Regions from separate parts of the Mus musculus genome. Here region 2 is linked to region 1. The links are chromatin contacts, called in public promoter capture Hi-C maps. All regions are on one chromosome and are shown on one strand. The core of a region is the stretch at or near the end of the contact, and the rest is flanking DNA. Distances in the headings are between cores, read along the strand shown.

Evidence for each region. Promoter capture Hi-C pulls out the DNA fragments that hold promoters and counts their contacts.
Region 2: a promoter capture Hi-C map of hippocampal neurons shows a contact between it and region 1, with 5 times the contacts expected there. The contact joins the enhancer-like site here to the promoter of Gpd2 in region 1. A contact is called at or near these places in 6 of 39 promoter capture datasets (the HPC-7 cell line, HPC-7-derived erythroid cells, cranial neural crest and 4 more), 1 of 484 Hi-C or Micro-C datasets (ventral hippocampal neurons), 7 of 115 datasets of contacts at active chromatin or transcription factors (astrocytes, bone marrow-derived macrophages, craniofacial prominence and 4 more) and 1 of 9 other capture datasets (pancreatic islet).

Annotation. Positions count from the first base shown.
Region 1 is chr2:57,236,075-57,239,985 of GRCm38.p6, forward strand. Gpd2 (glycerol phosphate dehydrogenase 2, mitochondrial) reads left to right here and starts at 2,308. Exons shown (of 17, transcript NM_010274.3): 1 at 2,308-2,493.
Region 2 is chr2:57,696,882-57,700,879 of GRCm38.p6, forward strand. No RefSeq gene overlaps it. Among named protein-coding and RNA genes, the nearest start is that of Gm25388, 45 kb to the left of the region's middle. Within about 2 kb of position 2,075, at least 35 of the 459 cell types and tissues checked have an H3K27ac peak or open chromatin away from gene starts, as enhancers often do. A contact at or near this core is called in the HPC-7 cell line, embryonic forebrain and hippocampal neurons, where this site is marked.

The DNA.
Region 1 (3,911 bases), core at 1,058-3,557:
CATTTTAAAATTATCTGTTGTTCACTGAAAAAATGAGTCTGTCCCCCCCACCTGCTTCAGATAGGCCTCACTGTAGCTCTGGCTGTCCTGGAATTTGCTATGTGGGCCACACTGATGTCAAGTTCATGGCCATTCTCTATCTCCAAGCAGCTGGGATTAAAGATGTGCTGTTTTATTTTATTTTTTAAAACAAACAAACAAACAAACATGTTCTAAGTTAGTTGTGATCTGAGCAGTTGGAAGCAAGCAGTAGTTTTAATTCATGAATATATCTGCTGTAGAGCATTTTCCTCTCTAATTTTGCTCCTTTTATTCAGCAGTGGTGGGGATGAAATGTGATATACACAGGAACAATGCCAAAATGCAGTGGTTTTGACAGAGAGGACTCAAAAGAAACACATGGATTGTTTGGGGCTGCTTCCTGGCTCTTTACCCTTTTCCCACATTGTCGCATCTTTTTCCTTTAGGGCTCTTCATGAATCCTATTGGATGCTTCCTGTTCTGATCTTTTTTGTTTGTTTTGAGGCCCATATTTGTCAAGTGCAATGCTGCCCAGGGCTTCCGATTTTTCTCCTCTGTCGTCTAAGTTATGCCGAGGTCTGATGGGTGCTCATGGGTTTCTGATGAGAGCTGAATCCTTCATGGGTGGAGTACTTAGTGAAGAAAGACTTGACATAGTTGGGCCAGAAACACACTGTTCACTTAAGCATCCACTTAAAGCCAACGAACATTTAAACATCTTTTATAGGCACTAGGATGCGAAAGTCAATGGCGGAATGGTTTCATTTCCAGGAACTGCAGTCTTTTAGGTGAATTAGTGGGAAGTCAGCATGGACCCTGATTTCGACCTACTTCTTTGCAGAGAAACGCATTGAACTTCTAAGTAAATATTTGAGATCTGAAAAACAGGAAAACCGAAAGTCAGTGGCTTACTTCTAGGGCTCTCAAACTAGAATCCTTTAGGACCGAGCTATTGAACATCAGCTCTCAACCCTTAGTGTGAATCTGGACCTCTGTAATGCTTGGTTAGGTCTGGAGCTGGAACTCGGATGTTTGGGACTCAGGTAGCCACTAGCTCAGATTGTTTGCATTTCTGCCAAGTTCTCAGGTGATGCTGTACCAGGCACCATAGCTGTACTGTGAAAGGCACATTTTAAACGCTAAAGATTCCCTGGCTTATTTCCAAACCCTTTCAGTGGTACAGCGACAGAAGCTTAGTTCGTAAATTTAGCGTGTCCAAGGCCAGGAACAAGTTCTTTTGCCTTTACAGAGGGTTTGTTTGCCATAAGTTACTGTGAGTTTGTGACCCCAAACTATAGGCATTTCTACAGGGTTTAAGAATACTATGTATGTGACTTAGCAATTGATTACTAAACACTGCTACAATTTCCTTCAAACTAATTTGGCACGAGGAGCTTTTCGGATCAGTCCCTGCCTACTTTTCAACACCATAATCTCAGGATTTAAAGTGGGGTCTTTCGGAACCCGAACTGAGCCCTCCTTGGGTACCCTTGGTTTTGCTTAACCCTTTTAGTTGCAACAAGTGAGCTGGGCATGCTCAGTGGGCAGGGTCGGGTTGGGAGGGGGTGCAAGTGGGAAGCCTGTGGCTCCGCAGCCAGGGTTCTCCGCCTCCCCCCACCTGTACGAGGCCCGGCCCGCTGGGCCAGCGCTCAGCATCCCACCCTTGCTGATTTGGCTTGTTCTTCTCAGCGGGTCCCGGTGCTAACATTCAGGCCCGGGGTCCACAGGCCTGGAGCGCCCACAGAACACGCTGGGGTATCTGGGCCGAGAGCTGCAGGCCGAGTCCCTAGAGTCCCCCGACTCCTAGACGCCTTTCTAGGCCCAGGGAAGCCTGGCGGCTGGGAGGCGCGGAGGAGGGGACGCCGGATCTAAGGGCGCGCGACGGGTGATCAGGTAAGGCAACCCCGGTAGGCAGCAGGCGGGGGAAACGTCCTCCCCCTAGGGCAGATGGCAGGAGTGGCCCGCGTGGGGAGGGACAGAAACCCAACACCACAGCGGCTTCCCCGGCCTAGCTCAGCCCTCTCTTCTTTCCTCCAGCTAGCAAGGAGTGGCAGGGTATGGAGTCGTGCTCCGCCGGGGCTCAGGGCAGGATCGATAACCTCGGGCATGGCCAGCCCACGTCCCTGCGAGACCCAGAGCGCCGGGTCTGCAGCCGCCCTTTCCCACCGGCTGCACTTCCGCATTTCCCTGCCGGGCAGAGTCGCCCGGGCCGCGGTGTCGCGGCGAAGGCGGTGGCTGAGTTGCCGGATCATCCCCCGGGGAGGCGGAGGCGCACGAGGGGAGGAGGAAGTGGCCGGGAGGGGCGTCGGCGGGCGGGTCGGGTTACGGTGGCCCCGCCTGACCCGGTGACATCCCGGCGCGCTCGCCGCGAGCTCAGGGCCACTCTGGTTCTCGGTGAGGCCGACTCCGTTCTGGCTGGAGGATCCTGACTCCCTTGCTCGCCGACCCCTTGCGCGTGACGACCGATCTCAGGTGTGTGCGTCCTGGCGACCTGGTCCTCTGCCTCGGCTTCTAGGAGGAAGTGGTCCCTCTCTGACTTGTGTGACTCGGTGGGACTGCGGTGTGGCGGAGGTGGAGGTGGTGGTGGCGGGAAACTGGGGCGAGACTGTGAATTTGTTCCCACCAACGGAGGAGGAGCACAATTCTCATTCAGGGTTAGGCGAGACTGGAATACGTTTGAGATACGCTTTACCTAGCTGGAGGCAGGGCGTTCCCACATCAATGAAACTTTATGCAAAGTTTTAACTTGTGAAAGTGGCTTGTCTGATGCGGAGGCTTGCTGTTTCCTTCTGAGGTGAGGCGGGGAAGACCCTTCTGCAAGGGGGAGGAGGCTTTCTTTGAGAAACTCAGTTGCCGGGGTGTGACTGGCCCAGGAGGAAATGCAAAGTGTACACCGGCAACAGCCTCCTCTCTCCGCAAAGCAACTGTGTCTTGCCAAAGAAAGTTTGCTGAGTGCTGCAGCTTTAGGAAGGCTTTTAGCAGGTGATGGTCCCTAGACCGTCCTTTATCCCTTAGGAAGATATACGTACTCCTGAAACAGCCTTCCTCAAGCAACACAAGTTCTTACAAAAGTTCAATGACAGGGGCATCTAAGTGTTACAAGAAGTAAATATCCCAGGGGTTGCTACAGAAACAGCCAAAAGTTACATTTGTCAATTTGTGTGAGTAGGTGAGAGAAGGAAGTTGCCCTGTTTGCTTAAAACAAAACTTTGTATCTTGCATGTATTTCAAAGTTTGAGAGTCTTGGAATTTCTCTTTTTGAACGTGGAAAGTGCTGGTGATGGCCTCTCTGGGACCATGGGGCTTCTTGGGAGCTGTTGGTTAGCATATGGGGCCTGGATGCCATTGCCCAGTGGATAGCATGTGCTGTCTCTGGGGCCTTAATGATGAGTGTTGAAACCTCCCCCTGTTTCTCATAGAGACATTAGTCAAACGACCACACTTCCTTCATTTTAGCAACCTAACCCTTCACCTCAGTGAACAATGGGAAAGAATTTGGGATGAGAGACAAAACTGTTAGAACTCTGCTTTCTGAGAGCATTAGTCACATAGTCACCTTATAAATAAGTCATTCTAGGAACCATGGGAAGGCAGTTGCATGCCTCACTGTTAATGAAAAGGGCACAGAGTTAGCAGTTCTCAGTGGATGTCACACCCCACTGCTGAGTCTTATAACTAATGCTTCTTATAGACAGTCAAAAAAGAGTTGATTGTCACTGTGGATGAATGAGATGAATGATGTTGACATACTGATAGAATTCTTACATTATCCTGTCCATAGTCAGGATGTAAGTTTTTTTTTTTTTTTTAAGATTTATTTTATGTATATGAGTACACTGTACTTGTACAGATGCTTGTGAGCCATCATGTGGTTGTTAGGAATTGAACTT
Region 2 (3,998 bases), core at 825-3,324, 460 kb after region 1:
CTGTTTGGTTGGAAAAAAAAACAACTTAACTCTGTTTATTCATTCAAATTCTGTGGAAATTAAAAGGTGCCCCAGGCTCATTTATTTTCTTTAATATTGTACATTGAGTTACTAGAAGATTTCCTGTTCTCAAGTCACACCACACACACACACACACACACACACACACACACACACACACACAGAGGCAGAGGCACACACCATGCTTGGTTACTATTTATATACTATCATCTGCCAGGGTCTTTGAAATTTCTGTTTTGCATCAAAGACAAAGCCTTCTTCTCTCTGACTGCTCATTGAGGGTTTCCTGATACGGGAACATAATTAACTCTTTCCTGGCTTAATTTCTGCATTTTAAAATGTAGGCAGATATGACAAAAATGGAGCGCTCAATCCACAGGGTGGCCATTAACTGCGCTCCGTTCCTGTATGTTCTCAATTCAGACCACAATTACTGTCAGGGAATGGCCCGGGAAGCTCCTTCGTGTACGCAAACAGGAATACTATTCATTAAAGAGCACTTTCAATAAAATAGAATCTCTATTTTTTTTAATGAATATTTGAGAAAGAAAATACAATCTTGGGTTCAGAAACCTGCAAGACAGTTATTATTCTTTTAATAATGTAGACTGTCTCATGTACATACACGGAGAGTTGTAGGGGAAGGAAGCAGAAATGAGACTGTGGGCTTTAACTCAGAGGAAATGAAAGCACAGAGCCACTGTAAACGAAGTCAATGTTAAATAAGGATTTCCTGGGAGCGCCTACAGCAGCCATGGCTTGCTTTGGGTTTTATTGATGTCCCAAGGATGATAGATTCTACTTAAATCTTTGAAGCCCAGTTAAATATAAGAACACGAGGCACTTTAGAAACTGAAAAACACCATTAGGCTCTTCTAAGCCCTCCACTTCCTTCAAGAATTTATCACTCTGAACCTAGTTCTTTTTTTTTTTTTTTTTTTTGTTTAATTTATTTTTTAGTTTTAATGATGATGAGGTTTATACCTTTTTTTTGATTTTTGGTTCTGATAAAATGACTAGTGACAGCTTTGTAGAAAATGAGATCAGTGTTATTTAATGCTCAAGAAAAATGTCTACAGCCTTTTCTTTTTAATAAACTTTAAACATGAATCACTAATAAAAACAAAAGCAAGATTAGTGTTATACATAAGGGTAAACATGTATATGTAGGGAAATGAGCTAGGAGGTGTTTTAAACGTGGAAGCAGGTTGCTCTAGTGGCAATGTACCGCAGGGACTTAAGAGAGCAAAAGCACTCTCCAGAGAGTCCCTTCTTTCACCAAAAACACCCCAGGAATTCTCCTCCTCTAACAAGCCGTCCAGGGAAGAGCTAAATTGTACTTTCCAAGAAACAATCAGATCACAAGTCTTTAAAGGAGCGACAAAATAAATAAAATACATAAAACCCTAAAGCAGAAGCAGGATAAGGTTAAGACACGCCATCCTTTTTAAAGAAAAGAACTAACACCAATTTAGCATCTTCCTGAAGAAAGCAAGTTTTTCATAAAGGCCTGAATTGACAGGGGGTTGAACAAAACCAACCCGAGACTCCACAAAAGAAACCGACTGCCAGTTAACCAGTTATCATCTGCATCCTGGTATTAGTTTCCACTCATGTCTTAGCTAATAGAACAAGGGCTAATTTTCAAGTAAGTTTCCTGAAAACAATTTCCCCCACCCCCGACTTTGGCTTTTCTGTTTGGTTACCCGTGGAGAGCAAGAATAGACACTTTGCTGACCGAATGTTTGGGAATAGGAGGATAGTAGACACGCCTTTCAACATTTCATAAAGCAGGCTGTTTTTCCTCTTGTCTATCAATGGCATAGAGAAAAGAGCAGAATTACAGAGACAGCTTTTCCGCCCGCGTGTGCCAGTCACGCATGGAGTGAAAGGCATTACCCTTTAAACAATTTGGGAGTGGATGGCGTTAATAGGTAGGACAGATAGTTACAAAGTCCAGATTAACTACAAAGCGCAGAGACATGTGCAAACTTGTTATGCGGTGAAAGGGAACAGACAGAGGCGATTATTTACCATTCTGGGGACCCAGTTGGAGCAGAGCGAGGAGGTTCCGCACAGCAACATTGCCCTCTTTTGGTAAAACAGGGCATACTGTGTTTACCTCACTGGCAGGTGAAAGCATTTCTTCAGGACACAGAAATTTTCCACTGCAAGAAAAATGACACAAACTAACCCAAAACAGAGCATGGAGCAAGAAGGAGATGACTTCTGTGTCTAGAAAACTGACAACAATCTCAACAGTAAAGAGCCGACGGGACGTGCTAACAAAGAAACCTCGAGACCCCAGTCTTTCTGTGGTCCCTTTTCAGCGACAGGGGGATTATTTACTCCTTAATTTATCCTTGACAGCTTCAAGTCTTCTCCAATAAAATCAGAATCATGTAGGAGTCAGATTGTGACCAAATAAAGCAAGCGCTAATTCTTTTGAAGCCCACCCCCTTCCCCTCTTATGCTTCAATATGCAGTCTGTCCTCAGGCAGCGGGAGCTGAAGTCACTCAATAGAGCCCTTTAGTCAGCAAGCATTTTGTGCTTTCTGGTTCTAAGGACTCTGCAGTGATTTAGAGCAGTGAAGGAAAGGGGGCTTGATTACATCAACAAAGGGAGAAGGCGCTGCCAAGGCAAGAAATAAAGTTAACCTAATTACTTTTACTCAAGTTGAAGGCACCCTCACCACTCTATCAATAAGAATAATTTCAGCCTTGTCACTGCTTCTAATCTTCTTTCTGTTGTAAGTTAGAGGATGGCTCTTGCCAAACCCTTATTATAGGAATTTTCTAATTAAAACTTTAGGTATATAGAGATACCCACCACAAATGCAGATGGGCTGAGCCAGTTTAGAACGGTGTGCTATTCTCTCTCCAGGACTCTACATCACCGTCCTTGCTAAAACATTTGTGAGGGATGACACCTGTCTTTTATTGATCCTGGTCCTTTTAGGGGCCAGGTCAAAGCAAGGTCATTATGTTTCTTTAATAGTTTTTGAGAACATTGACTTCACAAAAGAGGGAGAATACTAACTCCTGTTTTTCATTTGTTTGTTTATTACTCCCTAAATATAATACCAGGTAAGACGACAATGCTTCTCTGAAAGTGAAAAGTTAACTGTAAACTAAGTAATTCCATTCTTGAGATGTCCTTTTCAGCTTTTTTTTTTCCACCCTCTTTTCACTCTTGTGGCTTAGAAAGTCCACATCACTATATTAGGACCATTTTCAAAGCAGAGATTTTAAAAAAAAAAAATTAAAATTTAATGCTTACCTCAAATTTTCTTGATTTATGTGCAAGAAAAAAAAAACAAAAACAAAAACAAATAAACGACCCCCCCCCCAATGTGTGACTTACTACAGTAGCTGAGAACAGTTCTAAATAAAACTTCCAAGGAACCACTTTGAGGTTCTTTTCAACCAATTTGGACTGCCTTAAGTCAGCCAATGATGCTCTTACTGAGAAAGCTTACATATTGAATTCCTATCAGTCACCTTATTTTACCTTTGCAGAAACTCCATGAGGTAGATAAGGGTCCTGTGATGGCTGGCAGGTCTTACTGATGGACAGTGAGGCTGGAGACACAGCTCATGTTTGTCTCTGGGGGGGGGGGTGTTGTTGTTGCATGTACAGGTGAACTGGAGCCAGCCATAGTTCTAATTTTGTGTCCTTTCATGCCTCCTGGTTTTTGCCACCAAATAAGTCATTGCAAAAAGTACCTTAAACTATAGGGAATGGAACTTCAACCCAGCAACACTCCTTACTAGCACAGAGAACCTTAAGCTGTATAGAAAACACCATACAATTGAAACTGAGCATGGGTCGTTCTGTTCACTCTTGATTAGAGTGATGATGAAGTGCAACATAATCTTAACCAAAGAGTATTTTACGTGGTCTCTGGTCCCATAAGACTAAAGATGTTCGGTGTTCTCGATTCCTGCTACAACAAACACTGCTGTTGCTTCACAGT